Regions from separate parts of the Nomascus leucogenys genome. Here region 1 is linked to region 2. A link is a contact called in public Hi-C data. All regions are on one chromosome and are shown on one strand. Each heading gives the region's core, a stretch centred on a gene start, on an enhancer-like site or on the middle of the called end of the contact. The rest is flanking DNA. Distances are from core to core; before and after follow the strand shown. Region 1 has its middle 34 kb from the start of IL19. Region 2 overlaps IL19 (interleukin-19).

Evidence for each region. Hi-C and Micro-C count contacts between places; a contact is called where the count stands out from the background.
Region 1: a contact with region 2 is called in a Hi-C map of a lymphoblastoid cell line, with 5 times the contacts expected there. The contact joins two enhancer-like sites. A contact is called at or near these places in 4 of 4 Hi-C or Micro-C datasets (a lymphoblastoid cell line and an unstated tissue).

Annotation. Positions count from the first base shown.
Region 1 is chr5:53,974,016-53,981,428 of Asia_NLE_v1, forward strand. No RefSeq gene overlaps it. Among named protein-coding and RNA genes, the nearest start is that of IL19, 34 kb to the left of the region's middle. Within about 2 kb of position 3,341, the one cell type or tissue checked has an H3K27ac peak away from gene starts, as active enhancers do. A contact at or near this core is called in a lymphoblastoid cell line, where this site is marked.
Region 2 is chr5:53,905,318-53,912,071 of Asia_NLE_v1, forward strand. The region is part of intron 2 of IL19 (interleukin-19); the gene reads right to left. Among named protein-coding and RNA genes, the nearest start is that of IL10, 33 kb to the right of the region's middle. Within about 2 kb of position 2,589, the one cell type or tissue checked has an H3K27ac peak away from gene starts, as active enhancers do. A contact at or near this core is called in a lymphoblastoid cell line, where this site is marked.

The DNA.
Region 1 (7,413 bases), core at 2,091-4,590, 69 kb after region 2:
CACAACAGCGCTGTGACAAAGATGCTCTTAAATCACTGTTTTTACTAATTGGGGAATTGAGGCATACAAACACCGAGGGCTCTGAGCTGCTGAGTGCTAGAGCAAGACCATGAATCCAGATCTGTAGGAATCTGGGGTTCGAGGCTACACACCACACAACCTCTTTTGAATCTCTCAAGCCAAATTTTCTTTGGTGGTGTGAGCAGGAAGAGCCAGGTTCTAAAACCTAAACTAGACACCGCTGTTCTCACATTTCCTCCCAATCAGCCCTAATCTCTGTGGCCTCCTTTGCTGGGATACAACCCAGCGGTTTTCTCTGCCGCATTCTTATAAGAGAACGATACCCCCCAAAGCCGAGGGCCTGATTAATTTGGGCGACTGTGGGAGGGAGAGAAGGGGAGGCATTCTTAGAACTGGGGCCTAGGCTGGGGCTGGCGGGCTCCACTTTCAGCACATTCTAGAGACCATGGGCATGGGGGTTTTGAGAGAAACCTGTGACTCACCTCGCCTCTCATGGTCTGTTTCACTTGGAGGCTCACTGTCTTCCCAACATCCTCCCTCGGCCCCCACCACCAACACTGCCCGGCTGCCAGCACCCCTCGGTGACCCACCCACCTACTCCTGCTACCTCCCAGCAAGCCTACAGCTCAGCAGGGCAGGGGCTCCTCTCTGCGGGGCTAAAGAGCCACAAATCCACTTGGTCTGAACGTCCCTGCAGCAGACCCTTGTAGCAGCCTCCCTTCTCAATGAAAGCCACACAGCGTTAATCACCTTTATCCCAAAAAGAGGAGTCCGGGGCCAGCCTAGGGAGTTAACAGTAACAACTGCCACTCTTATATAAAGGGCACATGTGAGGGGATAGAGAACTCGGGAGATAGAGCAGGGAAGGGGCAGGAAAGCAGGCTTCTTGACTCCTAAATGCAGTCTCCTAAGTTAAATTAACCTGCTCACACTGGTACAATGATGGCTACAGTACCCACTACATAATGCATGAGAATATATAATAATGAGTGCTATGTGCCAGGCTGAGGCTTTTCCATAATTGTTTACATGATTTAACTATGCTAAGTCTTTCATATGATTTTTTTACCTGATTTTTCATTTAGTCCTCACCACCTTCTAAGGTTGGTGATAATATTGTAGTCTAGATTTTCCAAGAAGCAGATGCCAAAACAGGATTACACATACAAGGGTTCAGTTAGGGGAAATTTCTTCATGAGAGAAAATAGGGACTGTGAAGCAAGGCTGGGGAACTACCAGTGTGTGACCTCACTAAGGAAAGAGGGAGAGGAGGATGCATACAAGGGCCCCAGGCACAAGTGTCTATGAAGTTGCCAGGGGCAAAGCTGGCCATCCTTCAAGTCCTGGTTCTCCCAGGAACAGGTGTACCTTCGCATCCCTGTTGTACTGTCATTGACTGGGAGCAGGAGGAAGGAAGTGTGGCCTCCACACAAATGAGACAATGAATTTCAGAGCGCCGTAGCTGGGGCCCTTGGACAATTAAGCTCCCCATAATAGGAGGTCTCTGGGGCACATGTTCATGGGTGCCTCAATAATAATTCCCATTTTACCGGTTGACGAGCTGAGGCTCAGAGAGGACGAGTCATCTGCTCATAGTTGGGACCCAGCTTAGAGTAACTCCAAAGATTTATCTTGTGCCATATGCAACTGAGCTACTGACCACCACATCCCAAGCCATCCCCAAGACTGATGCCTCAGATTCGGTACCCAGCAGAGGGCTGGGCACACAATCAGTGTCACATTGGGAGGCAATGTGGCTGAGCTCCTGTCTAGTGAGCTCCTATATAGTGGGACCTGCATGTGTCCTGTGTACCCCACAACACCTATGACCCTGAGTCAAAGCCGCCTCCTCCTCCCTGCTATTCCTAACCAGAGGGGTGCCTCCTCTGTAACTTCCCACAGCACTCTGGGCCTCTCTTACAGCACCCACCAGAGTCGGCCTTATGTCACTTATGTTATGTGCACACTTGTCATCCCCCACAGGCATTTGCATGCCAGTCAGAGAAGCAGGTAGCCCAGTCAAGATCAAACACCAGGAGGCCGAACAAGGCTGAACCTCAGATTTTTGTCTTTGAGCCATTCTGCCTACACGCCCAAAATGTATGCAAACAGCCATAATTGAGTGAGCAGGGCCACTGATGTGGGGAGATGTTGAAGGAATCCCCTAAACCCCTCTACATCTGACTTTTCCACTCGCCCACAATGTGGCCAAGGGTTTACATCTATCAGTTTTGGGAAGTGCTACAAATGCCCTTTTACTCTCGGCTGACTGACTCTACCCCCAGATTTGCTGCTGACAGCAAACCCTTTCATAAAGCTCTCACTTGGAAAGCAATATGCAAAGTGCATTCATTCATAAATCGATACTGTCTTTTTGGCAGTCCGTATCAAAAACTAAAATGTGTATACCCTTAGATCTCACCATTCCACTACTAGGGATCTATACTACAGAAATCCTTACACATGTGCTCGAAGATATTGTACAAGATATTTGTGAGATCTATATAAATAGTAGAGAAAGGGGGGAGGGTAATCCTTCAGTGCAAATGAGGTTAAAAGACAAATAAAAAAGAAAGGAGGTGGGAAATAGCCATCCATAGCAGATAAATCGTGGTACATCATATTATAAAATACTCTGCAACTATTTAAAAAAAGAATGATAGTTCTATGAGTTTGGTCATGGAAATTCACAAGATATGCTAAGTGGAAAAAGCAAGTTGTATGTTATTTAGTGGGCATGAAAAAGTTCTGTCAGTTGCACAACAACGTGAACATACTAGTGAAGTTTACAATTAAAAATGTTTAAGATGGTAAATTTTCAGTTAAGTGTATTTTATCATAATTTTTTAAAAGCAGGTTGCAGAACAATATGCCTAATGATTCCATTTATACTTGTTATAACTGCCAAAGAAATTTCTCAGTTGTGCTTATAAGTATATTTGTATCCAGATAAATTAACAGAAACTTTTGGATAAAAATTTCAAAAAAAATAAAGCTGTTCAATGAAGTTATTTCTGGAGAGGGAATTGGCATCACTGAGGTGGAGACGTTATAAAGAGAAAGGTTCACGCCTCACTCTGTATGTCTGTATATGTATATATAATGTCTTGTTTGAGTTACTAAAATTACTTGTGTTAATTTTCCTTTAGATGCATTCATCCATCCAACAGATACTAAGCACCTGCCCTGAGTCAGCTGTCATTTTCGGAGCCTGAAATAAGCCGATCAGACTAAATTTCTCATCTACCCTTTCTCTTCCTTGCACACTGGCTCAAAGAATGCCTGGCTGTCATCCTTCCCCTCCTGCCCTCGACCCTCCTGTGGGTGGGTAGGGCTAGAGTCTCACTATGAGGACCATGTCCTTAGAATAGGTTTCTGACCAGAAAAGGAGACAGCTGAGTGCCAGAAAACCAAAGGCCCCTCTAGGTCTTACTACAAATACCAGGTCTCTCTGCACCACAGACTCCAGCTAACCAAGGTCTCTTAGACTTAGATGAGATCGCGGTTTCTTTCAAAAGTAAACCTTTGACTGGTGAGTTCAGAACCACATGTCTCCAAATCAGAAGGTAAGGGCTGGGAGAACTCAGCTCATTCTGAAACTCGAGGCCTTATTACCCTAAGAGGCGGTAACTGTTTGAGGAACAAGAGACCCACAGCTGCCTGGACAGAGGAAGGAGCAAGATCACGTTTCACACACTCGGACAGCAGTAGTCAGAGCTAGTAACTGCCCTGGGCTAGGACCAGAGCTACCCAGACAGGATGCTTATTTGCATAACTTGTACAGATACTTTGCATATCAGGGTCCTGGGAACAGTACTACCCTAGGATCAGAAAGGTTGAGACTAGTATTTGGTCACACAGGACCTCAGAGACAAAACCAAAACCAAAGGGTGGGGGAGGACTTGGAAGGGAGGAGGACTCCTGAAGGGGGATAGTGGAAAGTCAGTCCAGGCATTTCACTTGCAAATCCTGGCAGGGGTGTGGGATGGCAGTAGGAAACTTTACTGTCCCTGACAGCAAGAAAGTTATGCAAACAAATGCATTTGCATGGCAGCCCTGGTCCCCAAAAATGACTTATCAAACACAGGTTCCACCACCTCGGCAGCCCCACCTGAAATCCTGCAGGCTTGACAGCCCAAAGACTTCCTGGCCAGAGGCTCTGGGCAGTAACTTACCTTCCAGGCAATTATGACTCCCTCTGGAGGAGACAAGTAAATTCCAAGGTAATCCTGGGTTCCAGATGGTGGTGTGTTAAAAATGGAAAGGGTGGACACCAAGTATATTGACATTTCTGTGTGTGAGTGCCAGGGAGGCTCCCAAGGGCTCCACTTTCAAACTGAGTGGAGTAAGAACCATGAGGACAAAGGGATGAGAAAGGCTTTTTAGTGGCAGAGGGAAGAGGGGCAAGGAAGCCCCTAACAATTGCTCATCCTGCTCTTCCAGGAGGGCTCTCAATTTCATGTAATGCCATCATTTTCCATGATGATTCATAAAGTGCCTAACTACAAAAGATCTAAGTTTAAGGTGTACCACTGTAACACTTTTTAAAAACTTAATGAATTGAGTGAAATGTGGCAAAATCTCCATCAGACCACATCCCCAAATTTTGGTTTTCAGGGAGCAAACATCACTTATGAGGGGAATCCAAGTTGGAGGGGCTGGAAAGGGAAAATAGACAGAAAACACCAAGGGCACCCCACAGAGAGGAGTAAATCAGATTTCCGTGAGCAGAACCCATGAGGGGTCAAAGGTCAAGCTAATCAGATGAGCAGACAGACAGCAGTTCAGACCAAAAGACAGGAGGGGTGAACCTGTTGGAGAGGGAAGGATCTAGCTCTTGCATAGAGAAGTGAGAGCAGAAATGCAATGGGGAAATCTCCATCATGCTATTCCATTTTCTGCCATCAAAACTGTCAGTCAGGTGCCAGCTCCAAGGGCTGCTAGGAAGCTCTCCTGGGTCTCTAACAGAATAGCTCCACCTTATGCACTCCAACCACCTCTGCTCCTGTTTTGGAGAGCATCAGTTCTCCTTCTGTTACAGCAACGCCCGCCACTTCTCTATGCTGAGCTCCACGAAGGCTAGACCCACTTCTGGACTCATCTGTGTGTCTCCAAAGTCCTGAGCACTGGGCATGACACAGAGGAGGTGCTCAAGATGAGCTGAATGTTGAAAATGTGACATTTTTACTCCTGGATAGCGGCTGAAGGTCTTCTTTTTAAAGAGCAGCCTAGGCTGAAAAGGCCAAGGCACTGACCTGTCTGAATGGTGGCCCAGAGCCCAGGGGGCAGTCCTATCTTTCCACACAGGAGTTGCGCTTCCCCCACCTTTCCAAGTCTTGACACAGCCTCATTTAATCTTCACATGCCTGGGTGGGGGAGGACTGAAATCCTCCCCAACAAGGCATGGATGTGAGATCTTCGTCCAGAGGACGAGGATCCAGCGTGTGGTTTATTTTTTCATTTTGTTTTTTTCACCTCACTCATGCTCATCTGAAGACCTCTGGGGCCATAAGAGGCTGCCCTATGCCACCTGGGCTTGAATGACACATTGTTCTCAGTCTGGAACAGCCCCTAACGTATCCAGGCCTGTGGGTACAGGGGAAGGAAAGACAAAGCCCTTGCTGCTGCACACAGGCATTTTGTATCTCCCCAACTAGGTTCTCAAGGGCAGGAACTGGGCCCTACACTTCATTTGTTTCTCCCAAAGCACAGGACATACACCAAGTGCCTGGATTATCTAGTGGTCGAGTATGCTGGGGAGCCACACTGTTCTGACTGAGTGCAGGGAGAAGACAGGGAAATGAAGTGAGCAAAAGGACCCAGGGGTGGCTGGAGCCCCTAAATGTAGGCTTCCAGAGACAGAGCCCGAAAGGAGCTGCATTCTCAGGGCTGAGGATGCGGTGGCAGCCCCTCAAAGCCTCCCCTGTCCCCACTCTGCACCACCTGGGCAGTGCCCAGAGGGTTTGTTTATATTCACCAGTAAGTGGGCCAGCCACTTTCCCCAGCCTCACCACCCTCACCCTCCTCCCTTGAATAACTGAATTTCCTTCACACCCTGAGCAGGCCCGACCTACCCGACCTACCTGCTACCCACTCTACCCACTCGTCACTCACAGCCTCCTGCATTTCCTGTCTCCAACCCAGTCAAAGGAAAACCCCAAATTTACTGTTATTGTTTACCAACCCAACTGCCTGCTCACTCCAAGGCACAGAGACCCGCCCTGAAGCTCAGGGCAGGAGCATGGACCAGGCCTAGGCCACTGACTCGACTCCAAGCCTGGGGCTCCCTGTGCTCCCACTGCTAAGCAGCTCACTGAGGGGTGGGACCCTCCTGGTGATAAAGGCCACCTGGCAGCTGGCATTTGAGGAAGCATTTAAATCCACCATCTAGGCTGGGCACTGTGGCTTATGCCTGTAAGCCCAGCACTTTTTGGGAGGCTGAGGCGGCCGGATCACTTGAGATCAGGAGTTCGAGACCAGCCTGGCCAACATGGTGAAACCCCATCTCTTCTAAAAATACAAAAATTAGCTGGGCATGGTGGTATGCACCTGTAATTCCAGCTACTCAGGAGGCCGAGGCAGGGGAATTGCTTGAACCTCGGAGGCGGAGGTTGCAGTGAGCCAAGATCACACAACTGCACTCCAACATGGGTGATGGAGTAAGACTCTGTCTCAGATAAATAAATAAATCCACCATCTCACTGAATTCCTTAAAACAGCCACAGGCCTAGGACTATCACCTTCATTCCATAGCAAAGAAAACCAGACCTTCCTCAGTGGGGTGGAATCCAGCCTTATATCTCCTCTCCTCCCCGCCCCCTCTGCACTCCCTTACCAAGGCGACGTCCACATGCTTTCTTAAAGAAGCTCTAAACTTGGAAACACGAGATCCAGGTCAGAATCCCTGACTAGCTGTGTGACACTGGGCGAGTCCCTTTACTCCTCTGAGCTGGAGTTTCTTATAGGTAAGCTGGAGACGGGACTGACTACCCTCAGAGGTTCTGATGATGAAGAGATGGAGGGGAAGAGCCCAGCATCGGTGCTTGACAGGGACCCAGGAGTGTCCGAAGGCTCCTCTTTACATCTCACACTGCTTAAGGGTGTTCAAGAAGCACACCTGCTCCTGAACTCATGCAAGCCAGCATCTGCCCTTAGGGACAAAAGTTTCCATTGCCATCCCACCCAGGCATTTAGCAGAGGTGTTAAGCTCTCCCTAGAGACAGGGACTCGAAGGGCCATGCCAGCATGGAAGGTCAGGGACATGGGCATGGGGGTGAAAAGGTGTGGCAAGATCCCACTAACCACACCAGACCCCTCCTGGCCCTTCGCCCCAGCCATTTTCACTGAAAGCCAACCCCAGCCTGAATCCTTGCTGATCACAAAAGCATCCTC
Region 2 (6,754 bases), core at 1,339-3,838:
AGTTAATTCTACTCTCAGAGCTTCAAATCACATCAGTCAATATCTTTTGTTTGGTATGGTTTGTTTTTTGTTGTTGTTTGTTTGTTTTTGTTTAGATGGAGTCTTACTCTGTTTCTCAGGCCGGAGTGCAGTAGTGCAATCTTGGCTCACCGCAACCTCCACCTTCAGGGTACAAGTGATTTTCGTGCCTCAGCCACCAGAGTAGCTGGGATTACAGGCCTGTGTCACCACACCTGGCTAATTTTTGTATTTTTAGTAGAGACAGGGTTTCGCCATGTTGGCCAGGCTGGTTTCGAACTCCTGGCCTCAAGAGATCTGCCTGCCTCAGCCTCCCAAAGTGCTGGGATTATAGGCATGAGCCACCACATCCGGCCTATATCAATTTTTATGGCACCAAATTAGGAACCAAAAGCACTATATACTGAATGTGTTTATTTACTCTTTTAAATATGCTTTCTGCTCCATTTTCTAACATCATAGTTCATCTCTTTAATAGAAAAAAGTATTTACCATCACCTTAGAAATTATAGTTAAATCAATTCCCATAACTTCTTTCTATATATTTGCTTCTATATATAGTTACCCCATTTCAATGTTTCTTCTTGCCTTCCTCCTACAAATATAAATTGCACACCATTTCTGTGTCATACACAGTGCTAAGACCTGGGAATTCAGTGGCAAATAAAATAAACATGGTCCCTGCTTTTGTGGGGTTCATACTCTAAGAGAAGACAAATGTAACACAAGTAAACACATAAATATATAGCTACAATTTGTGATTAGTGGCCTGAGATAAGGGTGCCAAAAAAAATAAAAGGAAACTTATTTTCAGATAAGTTTCTCTCTTATCTCTTATCTGAGACCAGAGAACATCTGAAGAGGTGATATAAGTAAGCTGAGATGTAATGAGAAAGAAGGAGCCAGGAAAAGAAAGGGTTGAGGGAAGAGAGTTCCAGGTCGAGGGAACAGCATGAGTAAAGGCCCTGAGAGAAGAAAGAGCTTAGCATGTGCACAGCAAGAACTGATCAGTGGCTATGTGACTATGGCATGGTGAGTAGAGGATAGTGTGGCTGGGCTGGGAATAACTGCAGAGGTGGAATCAGGCAAGGTCTTGAAGGTCATAGTAAGGAACTTGAATTGACACTACATGCCATAGGATATGGTTTGGCTGTATCTCCACTCAAATATCATCTTGAATTGTAGTTCCCATAATCCCCACATGTCATGGGAGGGACCTGATGGGAGGTAATTGAATTATGGGAGCAGTTACCCCCATGCTGCTGTTCTCGTAATAGTGGGTGAGTTCTCATGAGATCTGCTGGTTTTATAAGGGGCTTTTCCCTCTTTGCTCAGCACTTCTTCCTGCCGCCATATGAAGAAGGACGTGTTTGCTTCCACTTCTGCCATGATTGTAAGTTTCCTAAGGCCTCCCCAGCCCTACAGGACTGTGAGTCAATTAAACCTCTTTCCTTTATAAATTACCCAGTCTTGGGTATGTTTTTATAGCAGTGGGAGACCAAACTAATACCCGTAAGAAGCTGTAAAATTATTTTAAGCAAGGAAGTGACATGATCTGGCTTACTAGACCATTGGATGACATGTAGAGAATGGCTTAGAAGGGTTGAGAGTGGAAGAGATAGGCAAGTTAATAGGCTGTGGCAATGGTCCAGATAAAATATGATACTGACTTGGACTAACATGATATCAGATTGACAGTGGAAAGGGGACCAATTTGTAGTATATTTCAGAGGTAGAATGATAGGACTGGGTGATAATTTGTACCAACTCTAATTTATCCTTATTGTGATACATTTTTTATTAGTTTGCTCAGGGAGAGTCCCGGGAATTGTATTTTCCTAGTGCATACGTTATGAGTGACAATTTACCCAGGCATAGAATTCTCAGGTCACACAACTTCTTTCCTTCACAGATTAAAATACTTTGTTTCATTGTCTTCTCACATTTAGAGTTATGGAAAATAAATCTGAAGAATGCTCGACTTGTTTTCTCCTTGCCTACTTATTTATTCAGTTTTTGTAGTATCTTAGATGTAAAAGTTCTACCTGAATAGATTTGAGAGTAGTAGCTCTTTTCTATCTGCCCAATGTGATGTTATTTAGCCTACCTAGCATTCTTCCCCCTTTCTTCTGGAAGTAGCAACTCCATTTTCCTCTGGGAAATGATCTCTCCCTTATTTGCAGTCCATATGACTCTGGGTAAAGCTGACCCATCCTCTCATCCCAGGAGTGGGTGTGTGCTGCCGGTGAAATTAAGGCAACAACACTTCTCAATTGCATAGATTGATTCAAGGGTGAGTACATGACCCAAGCCAAGCCAATAAAAATCAATGAGGATTAACCCAAGGTTAATGGCACATGTATTAGAACTCTCTTTTCCATTGGGATTGGTAAACTGGGAGAATGTAAGTCTGGAGATACTGAATGTCACGCTGCAGGAACAACCCTCCCAAGAATGATGGCAACCCAGAGAAAAGCAAGAGCAGCAGGGATGGATTCCTAGTGAACCCTTGGACTTCATTAAGTGAGCCAGCAAAATTCCTTTTTTGTTTAAGCCGGTTTGAACTGAGCCTGACACAACCCAGACTCCTGACTAATACAGTAAGCACATTCAGTTTTTACAATAAGATTTTACTTAAAGCCATTATATTTTCTACATATGGCTTCTGCTCCAAAAGAGTCTGTTCATTATTTTTAGGAACTCCTGTTATGTGTAGGTTAGCTCTTTGATATCTGTATTTCATGTTTACTCTATTCTTTCATTTTCATTTCTTTATCTTTTGCTTTTGTGTTCTAGGAAATTTATCTTCAGTTTGCCTTTTACTCATTAATTCAGTTTTCTGCAGTGTCCATTTGTAAGCTATGGCTTCCATTTTGGAGTTTAATTCAATAACTGTGTTTTCCAGCCTGATAAAATGTTTCTTCCATTTGGATTGTTTCCTTTTTATAATGGCTTGCTCTGGTCACACAGATGTAAATTGTTTTAGCATCTAGCATATGGCATTCTTTGATAAACAGAAAAAAGTGAATGAGGTTATTATTCACTTTTCAGGTCAATGATTTTCCTGATTCTATCACTTAACTCCCCTTAGCTTGCTTTGTCTTTATAGCCTCTACCACCTGGTATATATCTGTATCAAGACCTAGAGCAATGGCTGCACACATTGGCACTAAAATCTATTTATTGGACATGTAAACGGATCAGTACAGATGTGTTTTCACTCTTAATTTGCTCAAAGTCCCATTGAGAAGGTAAAACTAGCACAAAAAGGTAAATAACCATCCCAGGCAGCTAACTGAGAGCTATCAGAAACACATACATGATTAATAGCTAAATCAGTTGTGCCGATACAGGTGTATACTCTAGAATCAGAGCCAGGTATGCAGACAGGAGGAGATCATTTAGTGCTTGAATAATCGGAACAGTGTCCACAGAGGATCCAAGGATTGAAGGGAACTTCGAAGAAGGGTATGATTTAGAAAGGAAGGAGTCTGGTGGATTCTTCTAAAGAGCATTTCTCTGGGATTCAGATAATTTCACCCATGCAGTTAGCACCCATTATATCCCTGAAAGATACAACTACTTTTCCTATAAGGTAAGAGAATTTCAGGCTCGAACAGAGAATTTTAGATTGAAAAATTCAAGCCCATTTTCTATTCCTCCACCCCCAAACAAAGGTGCGGAAAGCAGTTGAGGAAACAGGCTGAGGTGAGTTTCCTTGGAGCCTTGCTCTCTTGCATCTCTGTTTGATCCCTGGGTCATTCTCTCAGGCATCTCTGGTCAGAAACACTTTTAAACGCCAAATCTCATCCTCACTGGGTTTGCATTGTGCCTAGAAAGATGGTGACACCAATAAAAGTTTGTTGCTTAAAGACACAGCCTAAGACTCACACAATGCACACTTCATACACACTAATTGCTTCCATCTCTAGTAACTTTCAGCTTCTCATTACCTAAATTATTTCAGTGCACTCAACCTGGGGGTTATCTTCATATAGGGAATCAAAAGAGGTGCCAGAAACAGATAAAAATCAAGAAAACAACAATTTGAAAAGGTTATCGTTGGCATCAGGGAATGTCTGTGTTGGAAAGGATCTCCAGGTTCATTAGCCCCCACTCCCAGCACAGGAACCCTCTTTGTCATGACTTGGACAGATGTTATCCAATTCTGCTTCATGACTTTTAAGACCTGGGTGCCACATTCTGCAGTTGTCATCTGCAAACATGATAGGCAGGTGAATGTGGCAAGCAACCCATATTTAAATATACTTGAAGCCCTCCTGGAATTTACACAGCCACATCTTTCCCTGTACTGCCCTACAAGAAGCGTAACAGAAGAAGCTCTTCTGAGCCTCCTGCTATGTTATAGAGAGCAAGAAAGGGAAGGGAAGAGACAGGGTGAAGAGGGAAAGGATGACTTCATACTGTAGTGTTCAAGCTGGAATAATTTTCCCTCCCACCTTGCTGGAGTGCTTTCCAAGTGCTATTTCCTGGAGCAGCGCCAGATTAGTTGTTCCAGAATTCCCAGGGGGCTTTGCACAGAGTCCCAGACCCCATCCCTGAGAGTTGAATTTGGTACATCTAGGATGAGACCTGGGCATCTCTATTTGTTAAAGCTTTGGATTATTTTGAAGTGCAGTCCGTTTGAAAGTCACTTTATTAGAGGGCTCTGGACTAGGTCAACCCATTCCTGGTGGTTGAAAAACCTCATGCAAGCAGATCACTCCTATGTCCTCCGGCAGTTTTCTGTAAGCATGTTTTTGTGTTGCTGAAGGCAGCCCCATCAGCCCCTGGGGGAATAATCCTTTCCTGTTCTCTCCAGCCATACTCTACAGGATCACCTGAGGCCTCTTTATTGCAGCACAGCATCCAGCTTGTACTCTTTGTTGTGGGCTGGCCAAGATGCTGACAGGAACAAAAATGACTTGTTTTTGAGAGTAAAGATACAAGCTTTGACTCAGATGACGCACACATGTTCATGGAGGGAGACTCTCACATCCGACCTACCTTCTTCCGTCCACAGAGAGTCACGTTGCTACTCTAACCACATCACTAATTCCGAAAGATGGGGACTCCTACACAGGGCCTCCAGGTCAATGCCTCTGATTAGGGCAGGGAACTGGAAGGCCTCCAACCTCAACTTCCTGGTACCCCAAGTTCTCTCAGCAGCAACAGCGAAAGCCCATGGATGTAACTGCATTACAGAAGGCAAGGCCCTCAATGTGTAGACTCTCTGGGGTGCTATTTTAAAAGGCAGACTCTCAAGCCCCACAAAAAGATGTTTTGAAGATCGGAGTGAGGCCAGGAAATCCACCTTTTGAGCAAGCAGGACTAGGGAATTCTGAGTAAGGCTAGTATTTGAACTTTACCCATTTGGGACTGAACCTCAAAGGAAAAAAGGAATCTGGAAAAGGAAATGAAGTCCCCCCTGCCCTTCCAGGGCCATGGCTGCATATGTTCTTGAGATATTGGCCAGGCCCCTTATTTCTTTGACATTCCCCTTGCTTTCCTGTCCCCTCATCTTCCTTAACAGCCCTTCTTATCTGCCGGAAGACTAGTCTTTCTTTAAGGCTAGCAGTTAGCCTTGATTGGGGATCCAGTTCTATACATGTGGGCATAGAGAACAGAGCAAGAAGACAGGGCAAGTGAGCAGAACTATACAGGGAAGGGAGGGACAGTGTTGGAAGAGAAGCCCAGGCTTGGAACTTGCCCATGGCAAAAAAAAAAAATTGAAAATTTGTACCCTCATTATGTCACCAGGAATTGAAATTAAGTTATGACTCACGACTTACCCATGAAGCTCTTTCCCAATTAGTCTGGGTTGTGTCATCAAAAGACCTGAATTTAAGTCATGACTCCATCACTTATTGGCTTCGTGATCTTGGGAAAATTATTGAACTCTCTGACATTTAGTTTCCTTATCTGTAAAATAGGGGTAATCGCTTGATAAAGGTGCTGTTCGTTTTGATGAGGTGATATATAAAAATGCTCAGCCCAGGTTTTTGCACATGGAAGGCAGAAAAATAAACCACCCTAGATATTATGAATAATATAATTCTGTCCTTTCCACACCTTTCCTCTCACAACCTACTGACTTACTCTAGGCACCAGACAACCTGAATTACTAAGTGTTCTCTAGGGCCCCAATAAGCCATGGGTTTTAAAGTCTAATGGAATGGTCTCATCCCATCTCCATCACCAACTCATAAGCTGTGTGACCTTCCTTCCTGGGCCTCTGTTCCCTTCTCTGTGGATCAGTGCCAATACATCAAGTTTCTGCAAAGGCCTGGTGCATTCACTGATGCACACAAGCAGCCCAGGACCATGCTCGGAGCCCCCTGTGCTGCAGCCTCCCCTTCCCCTCCTTCCCTGCAGGCTCCCATGTTTGTCCATGACTTTCTACAGCGGTGCCTTTGTTCAAACTGTTTCTTCCACCCAAATGTCCCTTCCCTTTTTCTGCTCATTGGAGTTCTTCCCAAAGCTGCCTTCATCCTACCTCAACCCCAACAGTCAAGATACCCAGATAATCACCCTTCATTGACAAATAGAGTATGTATTGAGATTCTGTGATGTATCAGGCACTGTTGCTCATGACCAGGGATATAGAGATGATTAAGGTCTAGTCCCCAAGAAATTCAGTCTACTTAACATAAGAACATAAGAACAATATGAACATAAGAACAAATAACTGTCCTCCAAGGAAGTGGGGGTAATAATAGAAGTGACTCAAAAGTGC